Linked DNA regions of Mus musculus: region 1 is linked to region 2. Evidence: chromatin contacts called from public HiChIP or PLAC-seq data. All regions are on one chromosome and are shown on one strand. Each heading gives the region's core, a stretch centred on a gene start, on an enhancer-like site or on the middle of the called end of the contact. The rest is flanking DNA. Distances are from core to core; before and after follow the strand shown.

Region 1 (5,332 bases), core at 524-3,023, 840 kb before region 2:
AGTGGTGTAGGGAATCATCCTTGTTGGCTCCTCCACTTTACTCACTGGGGAAAGGTCTTTCAGTCAAACCCAGGCTCGCAGGGAAACCCAGAGCTTGTGGATACGTCTACTGTTGGGAGCCAGGTTCCTCTGGGACTCTCCCGTCTCTACCTTCTGAGGCTGAAATCACAGTCAGGCCACCACACCCACATGGCATTTACATGGGTTTCTGGGGATCTGAACTCCCATTCTCACACACAGAATTTGCTGGCAAGTGTTTAACCATGGGAACAGTTCTCCAGTCTCACAAGTATTTTATCTATCTATCTATCTATCTATCTATCTATCTATCTATCTATCTAAGAATCAAAGCATGCATATAGGATACAGAGGACATACATTGTGCCACCCCAAGTCCTGGTGCAAGAGGGCTGAACAGACATGTTCTCTTCTAATCAGTCATCCAGCGCATGAGTTGACATGATTTTGTCTGCCAAACATGGGACTAGGAACCTCCAATTTTATTGACAAAGATATTTCTCCCAGGAAAGGGTGCCACTGAAAGCAGCTTACTAAAGAATTCTAAACATGTTTGTAGTGATAATACACTTTTCTCTACCATTTTCTTTCCACCCTTTGCTGTTGTTTGGGGATTCAGCCTCATTTTTGATTTTCCTAGTTATTCCCCCATTTTGATGTAACAAAAGGGAACTAGCCAAGTGTGATAGCACAAACCTGCAATTCCACCAGCTGGCAGACTGTGGTAAGTGAATCTTGAATTTGAGGCTGTCCTGGGCTACACAGTGAGACCCTGTTTCAAAATCTATTTTGGCTGCTTATAGTGGCTCATGTCTATAATCCCAACACTCAGAAGGCTGAAGCAGGAGGATTGTCATGTGTTCAAGGACAGCCTGGGCTACACAGTGAGTTTTTAGGCTAGCCTGGGCTACATAACAAAATCTCCTTAAAAATAAAAAGAAAACAACAAGAACAAAAACTGTTTAATATACACATATGCCTACATGTACATATATGTATGTATATATATGTATGTATATATATATGTATATATATGTGTGTGTATATATGTATATATATATATGTGTATATATGTATATATATGTGTATATATATATATATACACACACACACACACACATACATACATACATTTTTTTCAATGATGGGGATAAAAACTAGAGCTTTATGCATTGTAGGTGAGTATTCTACCACCGAGCCACATTCCTAGCCCTGAAAACTGTAAAATGCTTAATAGACAAACATATATATACATTACAAATGCTCTGAGGAAATACTGCCCATAAGCACTCATACAATATTTTGGTGGTAGCTATTTCCAGCATTGGCTTTGGCAATTTCTGAGCATAATTTCCACTGGTCTTCTATGCACAGTAGCCATTTTGGAGGGCACAATCTAGTTCTCTTTTCTGCACAGCACTGGAAAGAGGGCACATGGGAACGGAACTTGTGGTGAAGGCCACCTTGCCACAGAGCGACCCCGCCCTGCCTACCTTCCTCTGGATCTAGTAGTAAATAGTTGTGTATGGTAAATACAGATTCTGCAGTGAGCATTGCCACATCGCTATCTCTAATGGAATGAACCGGATTGTAAAATTTACACCTCTTTTGAAATGCGATGAAGCAACAGAGTTCAGAAATAGGAAGCACACAGTCGCTGGACCACATTGTGCTCTTTTGCACAATGTGCAGGAGCCAACATGAGAAAGCTACCGCAGAGGAAACAGCACAGCTGAGGCTGCAGGCTGTGTGGTCGGAAAGGTGCGGGCAGGAGTGATGCCCCACCCTTCCAGCATCCTCCTGTTGTCGCTCTCAGCCTCTTCAACCCTGCATTATTCTTTTCTCCCCACCATCCTTTCAACATTCACTGGGCACCCAGCCCTGGATTCTGATGACAGTACTCAGAGTGACATGCTGATGGAGACTAAAGAGGAGTTCTGACCAGGGGCCCTGATTTGCAGTGTGTACTAATGTCTATAGCATGCATACTTTCTCTATTAATTTCAAAGAAACCTAGCCTTGCTGAACACAAATCTGGGTAGGGTTACTGTACTGGGTGTACAGTAGCTCACCACTTGATGGTGTCTCTACCATTGCACTTTACAATACAATATTAATGCTAATGAAGGCGCACTTTTGTGTGAGAAACAGGAATATCCATCTCTTGGTTTTTAGGTTCCAGTGTAGTAAGTGGAGACTGATGGGTATCAGACATTATGTAGCATCGTTTTAAATCTTATTTATTCATTTCTACATTTGTAGAATTTAATTTTCAATCATGGTTATTTTAACAAAAGAGCTCACACTATTTCTTTAATTTTTACAATTGCCCCAAATAGCCGTGCCCACCCTGAATGGAGTTCTGTCTGACCCAGGAAGGTTCCAGCCATGTCAAGCAAGGAACAGAAGGCCATGAAGTAAAGTGCCAAGTGCCCGAGGGTAGATAAGACCCTCCATCAGAAGACTCCAAGAACCGAGATGCAGTCAACCCTGCGGACAATCCAGTAGTTGGTACCAGTGAGATGGGCAGTCATTGCTCAGATTCAGATGTGCAAGAGGCCCCGAGCCTGTTCAGAAGAGGATGCAGGATTTCTAAGGTGATGCTACTTAGTTTCTTATGGAAAAGAGGAAGCAGTTTGAAAAGGATGTAAATGCCTCTTTCAGAAACCTGAATGAAAGCCTCCAGGGTATTCTGAAAGCTCAGCAGAAGTCAAGGCAGGAGCTTGAGTCTGTGTACTGTGAAAGGTATGGGTCCCTATACCAGAAGTGTCTAGATGAGGTGGGCAGCACAAGGGGCCAAGAAGAACACCTCGGTTTTATAACAGCAGCAAATGAAGATTTTACAGACAGGTATAGCAGATCATGAAACCAAGCTTGAAAATACTGAAGATATGTCTGACACATTTTTGAAGAAAGCCAACGACTTGAGTAAACATCGCAGACCCCTTTTTGGCAGTCAGCAAACAAATGTAGAGAAGGAAATCTCGAAGGTACAGGGCAGAGTTACCATGGAAACTCAAGAACAAGATGTATCTGTTGTTGAAAGGTACCTTCAGTCCCTGATCCTTGACCACTCTGAAGCTCACACATAGGGTGCACAGGGAAGAGAGCATCAGCCATGCTAGAAGACATTAGTAGTCGCCAGTGCGGCTCCTTTCTCTTTACTCTGTTTGTTACAGTTGAGACTGAGACTCTGTTAACCATTAAGTGAAGCCCCAGCAGTCCTGTGAGAAGCAACAGCTAAGTGTGGAACATCCAGGACCATGACAGCAAGAGAGATACATTCTGCAGTGTGGCAATTACATTTTGGAAACAAATGTCATTTGATTTTGTGGTTGGTTCTCTGTCTCTTCCCTAAAGTGAGTGTTACCTTACTTATTTTAGGAAGAAGTGAATAAAGATAGGACCTGTAAAAAAAAAAAAAAAAAAACCCAAAAACCCAAAACAACAACAACAATCCAAAACCAAAATCCAAATAAACAAACAAAAAACATGGCTGGCAAGATGGCTCAAAGGGTAAGAGCACTGATTGCTCATCCGAAGATCCTGAGTTCAAATCCCAGCAACCACATGGTGGTTCACAACCATCGGTAATGAGATCTGACACCCTCTTCTGGTGTGTCTGAAGACAGCTACAGTGAACTCATATATAATAATCAATAAATTTTTGGGCCTGAGCGGTCAGAGTCGACTGGAGTGAACGGGGCTAAGCAGGACTGACCAGAGCAAGTAGAGGTCCCAAAATTCAATTCCCAACAACCACATGAAGGCTCATAACCATCTGTATAGCTGCAGTATACTCATATACATAAAATAAGTAAATTGATTAAAAAAGAAAAACAATTGCCCCTTATAAGTAGGTCTGGACAGGATTCCAGCATTGTAGTGGACAAAAATTGAGCATGAGGTCTGCTCCCTGAAAGCTTTAAGAAGACATATGACCCAGGTGAACGGTAGTAGTCATAGAGTTGATGTGGGTGTACCATAGAAGGAAGTGCTGGGCACATTCATTGGTTGACTAGATTGCTTCATCTTCCCATTCCCCATGTCATACTGAAAGCTCTAGTCCCCTAGTTATGGCTATATCTGGAATATGAAAGTAAAGGTAAACGAAGTCCTAAGGCTGGGGTGGGGTGGGTCCCTGATCTAATGCAACTAGTGTCCTTGTACAAGGATATGCCAGAGAGCTCCATCTTTAAAGCATACACCAGGAAGTAGGGCAGCTGAGGGCAAGAAGGGAGCCCTCACAGAATCCACTGTGATGTGTTTCAGTTCATGCAATGCCAAAATATGGCACTGTGGCATTTAAAGAAACAGCTCAGTCTGAGGAAGATGAGTTCTGGCTGGGAAAATAGCCTGTGATAGGGACTGCCCGGCTTGTATGAAAGCTCTAGCTACAGCCCCTTAGTACTGAAAAATAAAACCAACAACAACAAAGGTGAACTGGGTTGGTTTCACCTTCCCCTTGTCCTTCTCCAAAGCCAACATAAGACCCCCGCTGAGAAGTCCGTTCTCTGCACAAGAAGGAATGTTCTTCTATTTATAAGGAAGATCTACTTATTGTACTTATAGGAATATACTGTAGCTGTCTTCAGACAAACCAGAAGAGGGCATCAGATCCCATTACAAGTAGCTGTGAGCCACCATGTGGTTGCTGGGAATTGAACTCAGGACCTCTGGAAGAGCAGTCAGTGCTCTTAACCACTGAGCCATCTCTCCAGTCTGAATGCTCTTATTTTTTACAGACACAGAGAAACTCAACACTCAGCTACCCCAGCTCCCAGCGTAAATCAGACTTCTCTTACCCAATCACCTCTCTGTTCAGCTCTTCATCAGTCCATAGCATAAGTAGGCACAGGTTTCTCTGTTTTAGAACAAAGAGTTTTCATTCCTGAAAACCCTTGTGTCCTGTAGGGCTTATATTAAGTTCATTTGAGTGTTTTTCTCTAGTTCTTCTGTCTCTGTATACAGGGGTCTCAGCTATGAACTTAAACAAGATGGGAGGGGGGAAAAGGATCTTTTCCTGTCCATCTGAAGCCTTGATCTTGGATTAGAACATTAAGCACCATGAAAAAATAAACCTTTGCTGTCTAAGTTGCCTGGGCAGTGGTTATATTGTTAAGATAGCTTTAGCACACACAGAGTGCCAGAATGAAATGCCCTTGAGGAAAGACTGGCAAGTTAGATCAAATACCAGCTAACACACAGAGTGGCTGCTCTGCACTCGGCAGGTAGCCCCTCCCTATTCAGCAGGTAGCCCCTCCCTACTCAAGCTTTTTTGCATCTGAAGCTACTAACATCTGGTATAATTGCA
Region 2 (5,523 bases), core at 368-2,867:
GAGGAACTTGCCGCCAAGCCTGATGACTTTAACTAGTCTCCTGGACTCAAGTAGTGGAAGAGAACCAATTTCAAGTTGCCCCTCAACTTCCAGACAATCCCCCCACCCCCAATAATTTAAAAACTGAGCTCAGAATAAGGGAGCCCAGCAAATCACGGTGTGGGGCGTTAACTCTAGCTCTTTGGAGGAAGGAGGATCAATGCAGGGACAAAAGTGGCTACTTAGCAAAAATCAATAAAGGCTTCAAGAGCTGCCTGTGAACATTGCAGTACATGGGAGATAACCACTTCCTCACAAAACCAAGCCTCCAAGCACCTAGCATTCCTGTAAGGAACAGTCTTGGTGGGCTTGAATTAAAAAAACTCTATTGCAGCCGGGCGTGGTGGCGTTCGCCTTTAATTCCAGCACTGCAGAGGCAGGCGGATTTCTTAGTTCAAGGCCAGCCTGGTCTAGAGTGAGTTCAAGGACAGTCAGGGCTACACTGAGAAACCGGTCTCGGGCCCCCCCCCCCCCCCTAAAAAAACAAAACAAAAAAAACTCTATTGCATGTGAACCCTTGCTGCAGCCCACTCTTACTGATCAAGCACCTGAGTTCTCATCCTCATTGGCAAAATAGGACCTTATCTGGTTGAGGCACCCAGGCCATTGCACTACCATACCATAGAGAGCTTATCCACCACACCTGGAGAGGGTAGCGCCTCCCAGGGCTAACAAGGCTGTTTTCCCAGAATCTCAGGGAAATAAAACTAGAAACTAGACTGACCCAAATTGTCAGTTTACTGGGGGAAATTAATAATGCCTAAATCCCACCAGGCTTGTACCCAAATGCAGTTGTTATAGTGTGAAACAAGTGTCAGGCTCTTTGAGTTATGTTGGTGGCTCTGAAAAGAGCCGTTGGGTTATTTATAGAAGAAGCCTCCAACTGTTCACTTTTTCTTGGGCGCTGCCTTCTTGGGCTTAGCTGGGGTCTTTGGCTTTGTCACTTTCGCCTTGGAAGCCTTAGGCTTCACTGCCTTCGCCTTGGCAGGGCTTTTGGCTACCTTCTTGGCCTTCACCACCTTCGGCTTCTTGGGGCTCTTGGAAGTCTTCTTGGAAACTGCAGGCTTCTTGGGCTTCTTCGGAGTCTTGACAGTCTTCTTAGCTGCAGCCCCAGCAGTCTTCTTAGGTTTCTTAGCAGCCCCGGATGCTTTCGCCTTCACTGACACCTTGGTGGTGATGGCCTTGGACTCAGCCTTCTTGTTCAGCTTAAAAGAGCCAGCAGCGCCGGTGCCCTTGGTCTGCACCAGTGTGCCTTTATTCACCAGGCTTTTCAGCCCCAGTTTGATGCGGCTGTTGTTCTTCTCCACATCGTATCCCGCCGCAGCCAGCGACTTCTTGAGCGCGGCCAAGGACACGCCACTGCGCTCTTTGGAAGAAGAAACTGCCTGCACGATGAGCTCCGACACCGAAGGTCCCGCGGGCTTCTTCCGAGGAGCGGCAGCTTTTGCCGGCTTCTTGGTCTTCTTTGCAGCAGCAGGTTTCTCCGTGGCAGTAGAAGCAGCCTGAGCGACTGGCGCCGTCTCCGACATGGTTGCTGATGAATAAACAACAGCTATACCCAAGACGAAGAAAAGAAGTAGAAAGACAAGGCCCCTGCACGGAGTATTTATAGAGCAGTGCTGTGCTGTGATTGGTGAATGCTAACGCCCGCCCCCTGGACCCTAAGGCCCCGCCTCCCGTGCGCCTGTCTGCCTGCAAGATTTCAGAAACTAACTCCTTTGCGATTCCACCGACCTAGCTTCGTGTTTTTGCAGGTAGAGGAGGCGGCCTCAAAACTTCTCCGGCTGGCTGCTTGAGGTGGAATTTCAACCACAGCAGATTCTCCTTGTACTCTCCTGTTTTATCATCAGAAAGTGGTAGATGCCTATCAAAAAGGAGCTCAACTAGTGAAAGGTGGCTGTAAATTAGTCAATTAAAACCCAGAAAGCCAGCTTGTGGGCCTTCTCTGCGGGTTTCAGTATTGATTCTTGGCAGTAATGGGAGCAATGTATCGTTACTTTATATTTTAGTTATGCAAGAGGCTTAGTGTTCTTTTAAGGAGTGTCAGCTTGCGACAGTGATTTCATATTGTGAGCCAGTAGTGGCTCAAATAAAAAGAGAAAAGGCAGGACACGACTTTTCCCAGGATATGCAAGTACACAATAGCTCTGGGAAAGTCTTGCCCATTTTTTTTTTTAAAGAATTTAAAAGTGCAATCCTAACATGGTATGACGATTTCTATAGTTTATAGTTAAAAAATTGTTTTCGAACGTATCAGTGATATCTGGCCAAAAATGCGTGAAAGTATTTTGAAAATTCAAGCTCCAAATGCAAGAACTCAAAGCATCCATACAAGTACAGCCATTTAATGAAGAAATGCTCAGAATAACCCGAGTCAGACGTCTGTACTTTTACTCCCATGTTTCTCTCCATTTCTTTACAGTGTGGGTTGCAACAAAATGGAGACTTTCCACGCAAATGAAGAGTTCTAAATCTGCTGTTTTAGTGGCTATTTACGAAAGGCAGTAAACCAATCAAAAGGTAGAATCTGGCCTACTCTCCTTCAATGTAGAAGTCACATTGTTACATTTCAATAATGAAGATAACAAGATTGTTCTCTATTCTTCAATGCCACTAAGTCCAAGCTGCAATGTGTTTGGAAGCAGATGTGCTGTAGAAGATAACAGTCACTGGAATTTTATTCCATTTACTTTAAAACACACACATACAAAAATAAGTACCGCGGCAGACTACCTTAGCCTCAACTGCAGTTCTTAAACATAAACCAATCAGAGTCTTAAACGTCACAGATAACCAGTATTTTCATCCAATCACTATCCTTTGCATACTATAAATAGTAGTTCTGAACTCACCATCTCCAAGTGCTCACCAGCTTGCTTTCTAGTTTTTGCTATGGCTCGTACTAAGCAGACCGCTCGCAAGTCCACCGGCGGCAAGGCCCCGCGCAAGCAGCTAGCCACCAAAGCCGCCCGCAAGAGCGCCCCGGCCACCGGCGGCGTGAAGAAGCCTCACCGCTACCGTCCCGGCACCGTGGCGCTGCGCGAGATCCGGCGCTACCAGAAGTCGACCGAGCTGCTGATCCGCAAGCTGCCGTTCCAGCGCCTGGTGCGCGAGATCGCGCAGGACTTCAAGACCGACCTGCGCTTCCAGAGCTCGGCCGTCATGGCTCTGCAGGAGGCCTGTGAGGCCTACCTTGTGGGTCTGTTTGAGGACACCAACCTGTGCGCCATCCACGCCAAGCGTGTCACCATCATGCCCAAGGACATCCAACTGGCCCGCCGCATCCGCGGGGAGAGGGCGTAATTGTACAGTTCCGTACAGTTCTACGGAATTAACCAAAGGCTCTTTTCAGAGCCACACACGATTTCAAGTAAAATGGCTGTAATTTACTCCATCCTTAAACGAACCTATATATTCCCTAGTGTCTATAACGGTGGATATTCCCCAAAACTTGAGTTTATAACAGCCCAAAGTTGATATCAAGTACAAAATAGGTCAACTGATTGTCTGGTTTTACCCGTGGAATATGCGTAAAGTGTACAGGTCGGATCTCTGACGTGACCTACTCGCAGGCTTTCGGTCCTTATAGGGCTCCGATCCAGAGAGGGGTCTGTGATGTCACTTTTCCCGCCGTCCGGCTTTCGGGGCGGGGCTGATGGGCGAGATATGTGACATCACTTTCCCGCCGGCGCGCTTTCTGGTCGTGACTGAGGGGCGGAATTTGTGAAGTCACTTTCCCGCCGGCGGGCTTTTGCGTCTTTCCCGGCATGGCTGAGAGGAGGGATCAGTGATGTCGCTTTCCCGCCGGCGCGCTTTCGGGTCTTGGCTGAGGGGCGGGGTTTGTGATGTCATTTTCCCGCCGGCGCGCTTTCGGGGCATGGTTGATGGGAGGGATTTGTGACGTCACTTTCCCGCCCGGGCGCTTTCGGTTCTTTCCCGCCAGGTCTTATTGGCGGGGTTTATGACGTCACCGTCCGGCGGGCGGGTTTTCGTTTGTGTGATTCTGTTGGGGGTGGGAGATCAAGGCCAAGCAGCTATATAAAGGACCGACTCTCAGCTCTGACTCCATTTTCCATTCTTCCTAAGACATGTCGGGTCGCGGCAAGGGAGGAAAAGGCCTGGGCAAAGGCGGCGCTAAGCGCCACCGTAAGGTTCTCCGCGATAACATCCAGGGCATCACCAAGCCCGCCATCCGCCGCCTGGCCCGGCGCGGGGGAGTGAAGCGCATCTCCGGCCTCATCTACGAGGAGACCCGCGGTGTGCTGAAGGTGTTCCTGGAGAACGTGATCCGCGACGCCGTCACCTACACGGAGCACGCCAAGCGCAAGACCGTCACCGCCATGGACGTGGTCTACGCGCTCAAGCGCCAGGGCCGCACCCTCTACGGATTCGGCGGCTAAGACTTTTTTAATTTGTATTTTCTAACCAAAGGCCCTTCTCAGGGCCGCCCACATTCCCTGAAAAAGCGCTGTAATACTGAACCACCTAACAGCTTGGGCATCTCAGAATATAGAGAAATTGAGTAAATAAACCTTGAGTGCCTTTGGAGAATTGTAAGGTCAAGTTTGCACCATTTTCTTGGAAAAGAAATACTGCCTTATTAAGTGTGCGCAGCTAAACTCTGTTCCTTGAGGAAAGCCTGAGTGAGGGATAGGAAAGCAGTTAAGCATGGTTCTCATCTAACCACATTAAAAACGTCTGTAAGTCCGGGCGGGGTTCAAGTAAAGTCCATGTAAGGCAGAACTAAACATTCCTCATAATTCTCAACCATTTGCCCTGAGATGTGGCCTTTTTGCCAACAATGCAATGGCAAAAATTGTTTTTTGTTTTGTTTTGTTTCTCTTTCTCAGAACAGGCAGAGTCCCAGCGGATTCATGTCTTAACATGGTGATTACACAACTAAGATAAATGGCATTGTATTTGAGAACTCTAATGCCGTGTAAGTATAGTAGCTTCCATTTCATGACCCCCTTTACAGCTTCACCCCGTGGCCAAGGTTGGTAAAGGCAGGGGTGTTCTTGGAATAGCTTCCTGTAGTCTGATTTTTGTTAATGTGATTGGCCAGTGTAGGCAGATTGAGGAAAGCTGCTACAATTTTGGGGTGAAGCAGTGACAGTTTGAGAGCACAGGTGAAGGGGATGTGAGCTCACTTTGTGACTGAAAATAGGAAAATAACTTTTCCTGCAATGAATGGCCTAGACAACTTGATCCTTCACCCAAGTTCTAGCATTACTGTTTACCACCACACCCAGCTTGCTGGCACTTTTTTGCCTTCCTCCTCCATCTTCATCTTCTTGTGGTTTTGTTGTCTATGTATTTTTTCTTTCGATTGTCTTTATTTTAGTCATCATTTAAAAAGGAGAGTTTTGAACCTCATCCTGTCGCTATTAGCTAGGTCTAAGTATCTCTCCTTGATTTGGGAATTCCTGTTTTCCAACCGTGAATTTCTGGTAGAAAAATGAACTATTCAGCATAGCTTCATCT

What was found. HiChIP or PLAC-seq counts read pairs in DNA pulled down with a chosen protein or histone mark.
Region 1: an H3K27ac HiChIP or PLAC-seq map of T-cell acute lymphoblastic leukemia shows a contact between it and region 2, with 6 times the contacts expected there. The contact joins the enhancer-like site here to the promoter of H1f1 in region 2. A contact is called at or near these places in 1 of 39 promoter capture datasets (cranial neural crest), 1 of 15 datasets of contacts at CTCF or cohesin (large pre-B cells), 2 of 484 Hi-C or Micro-C datasets (B cells and pre-B cells), 5 of 115 datasets of contacts at active chromatin or transcription factors (T-cell acute lymphoblastic leukemia, embryonic stem cells, forebrain and 2 more) and 1 of 9 other capture datasets (macrophages).

Annotation. Positions count from the first base shown.
Region 1 is chr13:24,596,127-24,601,458 of GRCm38.p6, reverse strand. It overlaps a transcript of Ripor2 not described here and the pseudogene Gm11346. Among named protein-coding and RNA genes, the nearest start is that of Ripor2, 40 kb to the left of the region's middle. Within about 2 kb of position 1,773, at least 96 of the 459 cell types and tissues checked have an H3K27ac peak or open chromatin away from gene starts, as enhancers often do. A contact at or near this core is called in B cells, T-cell acute lymphoblastic leukemia and pro-B cells, where this site is marked.
Region 2 is chr13:23,759,762-23,765,284 of GRCm38.p6, reverse strand. H1f1 (H1.1 linker histone, cluster member) reads right to left here and starts at 1,617. Exons shown (of 1, transcript NM_030609.3): 1 at 873-1,617. The coding sequence starts at 1,568. The coding sequence ends at 927. H4c1 (H4 clustered histone 1) reads left to right here and starts at 4,036. Exons shown (of 1, transcript NM_178192.2): 1 at 4,036-4,490. The coding sequence starts at 4,128. The coding sequence ends at 4,439. H3c1 (H3 clustered histone 1) reads left to right here and starts at 2,899. Exons shown (of 1, transcript NM_013550.5): 1 at 2,899-3,400. The coding sequence starts at 2,932. The coding sequence ends at 3,342.